Regions from separate parts of the Pan troglodytes genome. Here region 1 is linked to region 2. The links are chromatin contacts, called in public Hi-C maps. All regions are on one chromosome and are shown on one strand. Each heading gives the region's core, a stretch centred on a gene start, on an enhancer-like site or on the middle of the called end of the contact. The rest is flanking DNA. Distances are from core to core; before and after follow the strand shown. Region 1 overlaps AOPEP (aminopeptidase O (putative)). Region 2 overlaps AOPEP (aminopeptidase O (putative)).

Region 1 (2,700 bases), core at 1-2,500, 46 kb after region 2:
TTAATGTTATCTTTGGACCTACACTTTGTAAGTGAAATCTGATGCAGCAATGGAGCATGCATGGGAGCAAAGAAGCTTGGTGCAAAATGAAAATATGGGACACACAAATTATGTGTGTCTGCCACCATTTCTCACCACCTCATCCATACTAGCAGTCAAAATGCCCATGAACAAAGAATTCCAGTGGACCCTCAATGCACGGGAATTCGGTGAGACTCAAAGTGAGTACAAGGTAGCCGTGTTACATCTAAAATTGAAGAAAATAGATGTTCTCAAGTCAGCAAGCACAGTCCTTCAGATCAAGTGATTTGCAGGTATGGTTACTCCCAGACAACTGCCTTCCCCAAACTGGTGAACTGCACTATTTCTGGTACATCTCAGTCTGGAAAGAAGAGGAAGTCACCTGTGGCCTCCAAGCTGCTTTACTAGGGAATGAGTGACACAGGCCTGCTATCCCAGTTGTTATGACCATTCGTGCTAAAGCAGCCTAGGAATTAGTAATTTTGGTCAGTTGTTTTAGTCAGCATTGGATTCGTTCATTTGCAGCTTTGGAATTTTTCTTAGTCATCAACAAATCTTTAAATTGGTGGTCACTGTCTGTAGGCAAATCTCCAGAGTGTTCTGTCAGAATGGAAAACAGCCAGGGGAGCATGGGTTGAGAAAACAGGAAGGATTTATATTATAAACATGTTACTCTGTCCGGCCTCTCATTTTCCTGGCTGGTCTGAAGTTATAGCTTTATTTGATACTTTGACATGGTTGAAATGAAAGGCAACTGGCTTAAATTACCTCGTTACAGGGAAGTGACTGCACCAGTATATAAGAAGCCAGGTTTATTCACCAAGAAATGTTCCCTGATATTCCGAATCAGAACAGATCCTATCAGGGCTGGGAAGACTTTCTGAAGAATGATAAGGGGTGCTGACCACAGTTTCATTCTAACTTCAGGCCAAGGTGTTTGCAAAGGGAGCATTCAGCTATCCTGGCTAGAAAACTAGGTGTCTTCCAGTCAGGAAAAGAGTCTGACAGAATAAGAAATCAGAAAGAAAAACAAATCTACTCTTCAGTGTATGAGGTGAATGTTATCACTGTTTTAATGTACATTCAAATAATATGGGCTACGCAAAGTAGGAAGAATGCCTCAGATACAGTATTTTCTTTCCCTCTGTGAATCATGTGGAACAGGCAGACTTATACGTGGACTGCTGAGGCTGACACTGAAGTGACCTCTGAAAGCAAACAGGCCAGAGAAACTGTTATGTAAACTGAAATGACTAGACATTCCAGGCCACCTCGGCCGAGAGTGGGCCGTGCTGACTACAGCCTGGTACCTGGAAATAGCAAGTACTTCTAAACAGAAAGGGGATAAATGCAAATCTTCTGTGATTTTACATTAAGCATTGTATAAAATTTTGTAAGTGATGGAAATCTAAAACACTTCAAAATTTCAGAGAAAGGCTTTATAAACTTGATAGGTAATAACAGAAAGGCTTTGCTGTTTCAAATCTGAATGGTAGGAAGTAAATTTAATCAAAATAGCAGGCAGCAGACTGAAAAGTATATAATACAATATGGACTAATGTGTCATTAGCTCATCTTCACTGCAATGAGATTAGCTTCCCATAGCATCATAATTAGATCTTGGAATTTTGCTGGGTTAGATTTATGTCCAAATGACATACAGCCAGAAATAAGTTTCATGCATTTCACACCAACATTTTGACTTATTTTAAATAAGGCTGCTATTAAAAAATCCTCACATTTTATAAACTGATTATGAGTCACCAAACTCTTCAAAATCCCTTAAGTAAACAGTCTAAAAAATCCAATTTGAACACTGGTTACATTGATGCTGGCTGTATTTTTAATCAACCAATAAGCTTTATTTGTAAAACCAAAGATTTGGTTTGAAAAAGACTTATATTTGATGTACTTCACACCAAAAATTTCCATATTCAAATAAATTGTTTTTTTAAAAATCCTCCAATTCTATATACTGATTGAAATCATCAATCTCTTCTAATGCCTTTTCTTAAAGTAAACAATCTAAAATTTTGAAAGGTAGCTTCCTTGATGCTTGAAGCTACCTTCAAATTTTAGATTTTACATGTAAAGCCTATTAGTTTATTAAAAACATTATTATGATTAGTTTTTAATGAACTAGTAGACATCATTTGTAAAATTTAAAGTTTGGTTTCCAAATGCCAGGAGGCCTGGATAGAATCATCAGAGAGGAGTCCTGTATTTCCTTTGTGCATGAGAGTTAATAGGATTAGGGCTGGAAGAATTGAATAAACCCTGAGCTGGTTAAGATGGATGTATCACATTTCAGAGTTCCCATTTCATAACCGGCATGCCCCACATTTCACAAAATAAAACACGCTGGTGAGCTTATTTAAATGATTCTTCAGAAATACACTGATTTCAGAAACTTGAAAAGGGCACGCATGTCCATTTCCCCCTTGAGCCACATGGCTCTTTGTGTGCTCGGCCCTCCTGGCTTCAGGCCGACTCCTGCTTCCCAGTCAGTGACTCCTTGCTACGGTCTGGTTACATGGAAAAAGAGAATAAAGACTTTTGTGTTCGGAGAATTTCTGTACGTAAATTAATAGTTTCTAATTTTCACAATGATGCCATTGGCAATGGCCCTCATCTCTGTAAATGTAGCAAATCTGAGTTAAAATGCCAAAGACCTGTTAC
Region 2 (2,902 bases), core at 60-2,559:
CAACAAGAGGCCTGAGCGCAACAGAGGCACTGCCGGCTGACAGAGTTCAGGCAGCAGGACGTTGGGGTGGAGGCAAGTGTGGGTTCCCTGCCAGACCACCACACTGTCAACTAGATTTCAAAGCAAGGGTAACTCTGGTCAGGCAGCAGGACGTCGGGGTGGAGGCAAGAATGGGTTCCCTGCCAGACCGCCATACTGTCAACCAGATTTCAAAGGAAGGGTAACTCTGGGTAGGAACAAGCAACAGAGTGGCCTTGGGGAATAGCACGTTAGAATCAATTCTGCTAAATCAAAGTTAGATCCAGGAAAAAAGAATTGAAGGAAGATGAGTTCTCATATTCCCTGATGGCTGCGTGGTGGCAGGAGCGGTGATGATTAGAGCAGAAAGAAAAGAAAAAATAAAATGATGATACTAAACACATACATTGTTTATTTTCTCCCAGGCAAAGTTCTAAGTATTTTATGTTCGTTAACTCATTCAATTCCAGCAACCACTCCATGAGGAAGAAATTATTATCGTGCCTATTTTACATGTAAGTAAACCAAGCCACACAGAAATTATGTCACTTGCCTAAAATCCCAGAGTTAATATGTGTCAAAGCAGATTCAAACACAAGCAGCCTGGCTCATACACGTTTTGCTTGATCAACACCAGCGGGTATCAGAAGCACCGGGAGGTAGGTCCGCTAGATAAGAAAGCAGCACACGCAGTCAAATTTGAATTTCAGATAAACAACGAATAATTTTTTGGTGTATGTTCCATGAAATATTTGCTAAAAGCTGGCAGCCCTACCTGAAAGGCTTGTTAAAACAGATCTCTGGGCCTCACCCCAACAGAGTTTGTTTCAGTAGGCCTGGGTAGGGCCTAGGAACCTGTATTTCTGTGAAGTTCCCGGGTAATGCTAATGTGGCTGGTCCAGAGACCACATTGAGAGCTGCTGATCTGCACTGTGGTGGCTGCACAGCATCAGCTTAAGTAGCAAAAACTCATTGCCAAAGTTTATAAATGGGAAGATTTTATCCAGAAATCCAGATTTTGACATTACATTAAAAATTTGAAAGATGTGGCCACACTAGGCCCAGGTCTTTTTTAGAAGTGGGCACATATTTATCCTGTACATACACACACACACACACACACACGTCTAATGCCAAAGGGCAATATTTTATCATTTCCTAAGAACGATAATAAGCATTACAGAGCATTTCAAAGATAGGAATTTATCAGGTCCCTGTTATGATTCACCCTGGTGAAATCCGAGAAGCAGGCAAAACCTGCTTGGGAGTCCCTCATCACAGGCCTGCATTCTTATGTAGTAACTGCAGCTGAATCGGAGCTGGTCCTTTCAGACAGGGCTTGGGCTCTCCAGTTTGCTGTGGTCCCAACTTCTCCCTCCTGTCTCCCTGCCATTGGCTGAGCCTCCTTGTCATTTATAATCATGTGTGTGGATTTTTCCTTCTTATCACAGGATTAAAAAGTGAAATATTTCTTATATCCATGTCTCCATCAAAAGTAGACCAAGTGTTTCTTAGAGGATGCTCTATCCAACCCATTCACTAATTTATATTGCTGCCTGGCCCCTTAGAAGCATTAGGATTTAAGCTGTTTTGTTTAGTTTTTCTTATGAAGAATTCCTATTTATGGCTATAAGATGATTTAGCAAACCCTTCATGCAAAGGGCAAAGACACAAACTTCTGCCTAGCTCAGGTTGATCAGACAAATTCCATATTACTAAGGGTGAAATTAATTGGGTTTATTGTATTTGTGAAATCCAAACACAGTTTCAATTATTATTAGCCACTAATGGCGTATAATGAAGGCAGAGCTTGTTAACTAAGCAAACAACTGGCATGTTTGTTTAAAGTGTAAATAGAAGGAAAATTCATGAATTAAACGAATGAATTCACTGATTGTTCTCCCTTGGCTGTAAGGGGGCATTCAGCTGCCACAATATATGTCACCACCTTTGTTAAACAAATTCGCCTGCTCAAGTTATCTTTATCCGGTCAGAGACCGTCTTAGTGGTAGCTTAAAAAGTAAATGTCTCTCTTAATTTTTCAAAGTACTCATCTGCATCAATAAATGCCACTAAGTATAAGGGATCACCTGGCTATTGGGGATTCATAAATAATTGAGCTTTTAAGAATAACAGCATATTTCCTAATCTCAAATTATGACTCCATGGATAGACCACCATGGCACGCTTGTCGAGATAAGGAGACAATATGCTTCTTATTTCCCAGGGTGGTCCTGGAAAATATGTGACAGATGGTCGTTCTCAGAGGTATTCAACTTAACAGCATGTCCCTCTGAAAGGTAATAAACCTCACCAGAAACAAAAATAAACAAATAAAAGTCTCTCCAAAGTCTCCTGATTTTAACTAACCTTTCCATTTAAAATTATGAGCCTTCTATTTCTTCTCCCCAAATGGAATGCATCAGGTTTATTGGATATCTACAGCTCAATCCCATTTCTCTGGATGGTTCCCTTGACTCATCATTCTTTGCATGTGTTCACCGTGGTGAAAATGTGGGCAAGGATCCCAGGAATTCCTTTCGTTCTAAAGAATTCTGCCTGCCCATGTCCCCATTCCTAGGTGGTTACATTTTTGTGATCTGAAAGGCACCCGGGTCTGTTTGGAATGTATTCAGCTGCAAGTAACAAAAAATACAATGAACACTGGCACACACTGGAGAGGTTTTTCCTTTCTTGAAACAATATCACTGGAGTGACAAGACCTTGCTGGGGCTGGTGCAGTGACTGGTAGTGCAGCGGGAGCTGGAGGACTTGCTATACTCCCACTCTCCATCCTTCCTGTGTGCACTTCTTTCCTCATGCTTGCCCCTCATGCTCACGGGTTGACCACTACACCTTCACACACCATGTTCGCGTTTAACAT

Evidence for each region. Hi-C and Micro-C count contacts between places; a contact is called where the count stands out from the background.
Region 1: a Hi-C map of stem cell-derived neural progenitor cells shows a contact between it and region 2, with 2.9 times the contacts expected there. The contact joins two enhancer-like sites. A contact is called at or near these places in 2 of 7 Hi-C or Micro-C datasets (blood and stem cell-derived neural progenitor cells).

Annotation. Positions count from the first base shown.
Region 1 is chr11:43,634,496-43,637,195 of NHGRI_mPanTro3-v2.0_pri, forward strand. All of the region lies in intron 5 of AOPEP (aminopeptidase O (putative)), which reads right to left. Among named protein-coding and RNA genes, the nearest start is that of AOPEP, 140 kb to the right of the region's middle. Within about 2 kb of position 1,251, at least 9 of the 24 cell types and tissues checked have an H3K27ac peak or open chromatin away from gene starts, as enhancers often do. A contact at or near this core is called in stem cell-derived neural progenitor cells, where this site is marked.
Region 2 is chr11:43,587,947-43,590,848 of NHGRI_mPanTro3-v2.0_pri, forward strand. All of the region lies in intron 5 of AOPEP (aminopeptidase O (putative)), which reads right to left. Among named protein-coding and RNA genes, the nearest start is that of MIR23B, 170 kb to the left of the region's middle. Within about 2 kb of position 1,310, at least 10 of the 24 cell types and tissues checked have an H3K27ac peak or open chromatin away from gene starts, as enhancers often do. A contact at or near this core is called in stem cell-derived neural progenitor cells, where this site is marked.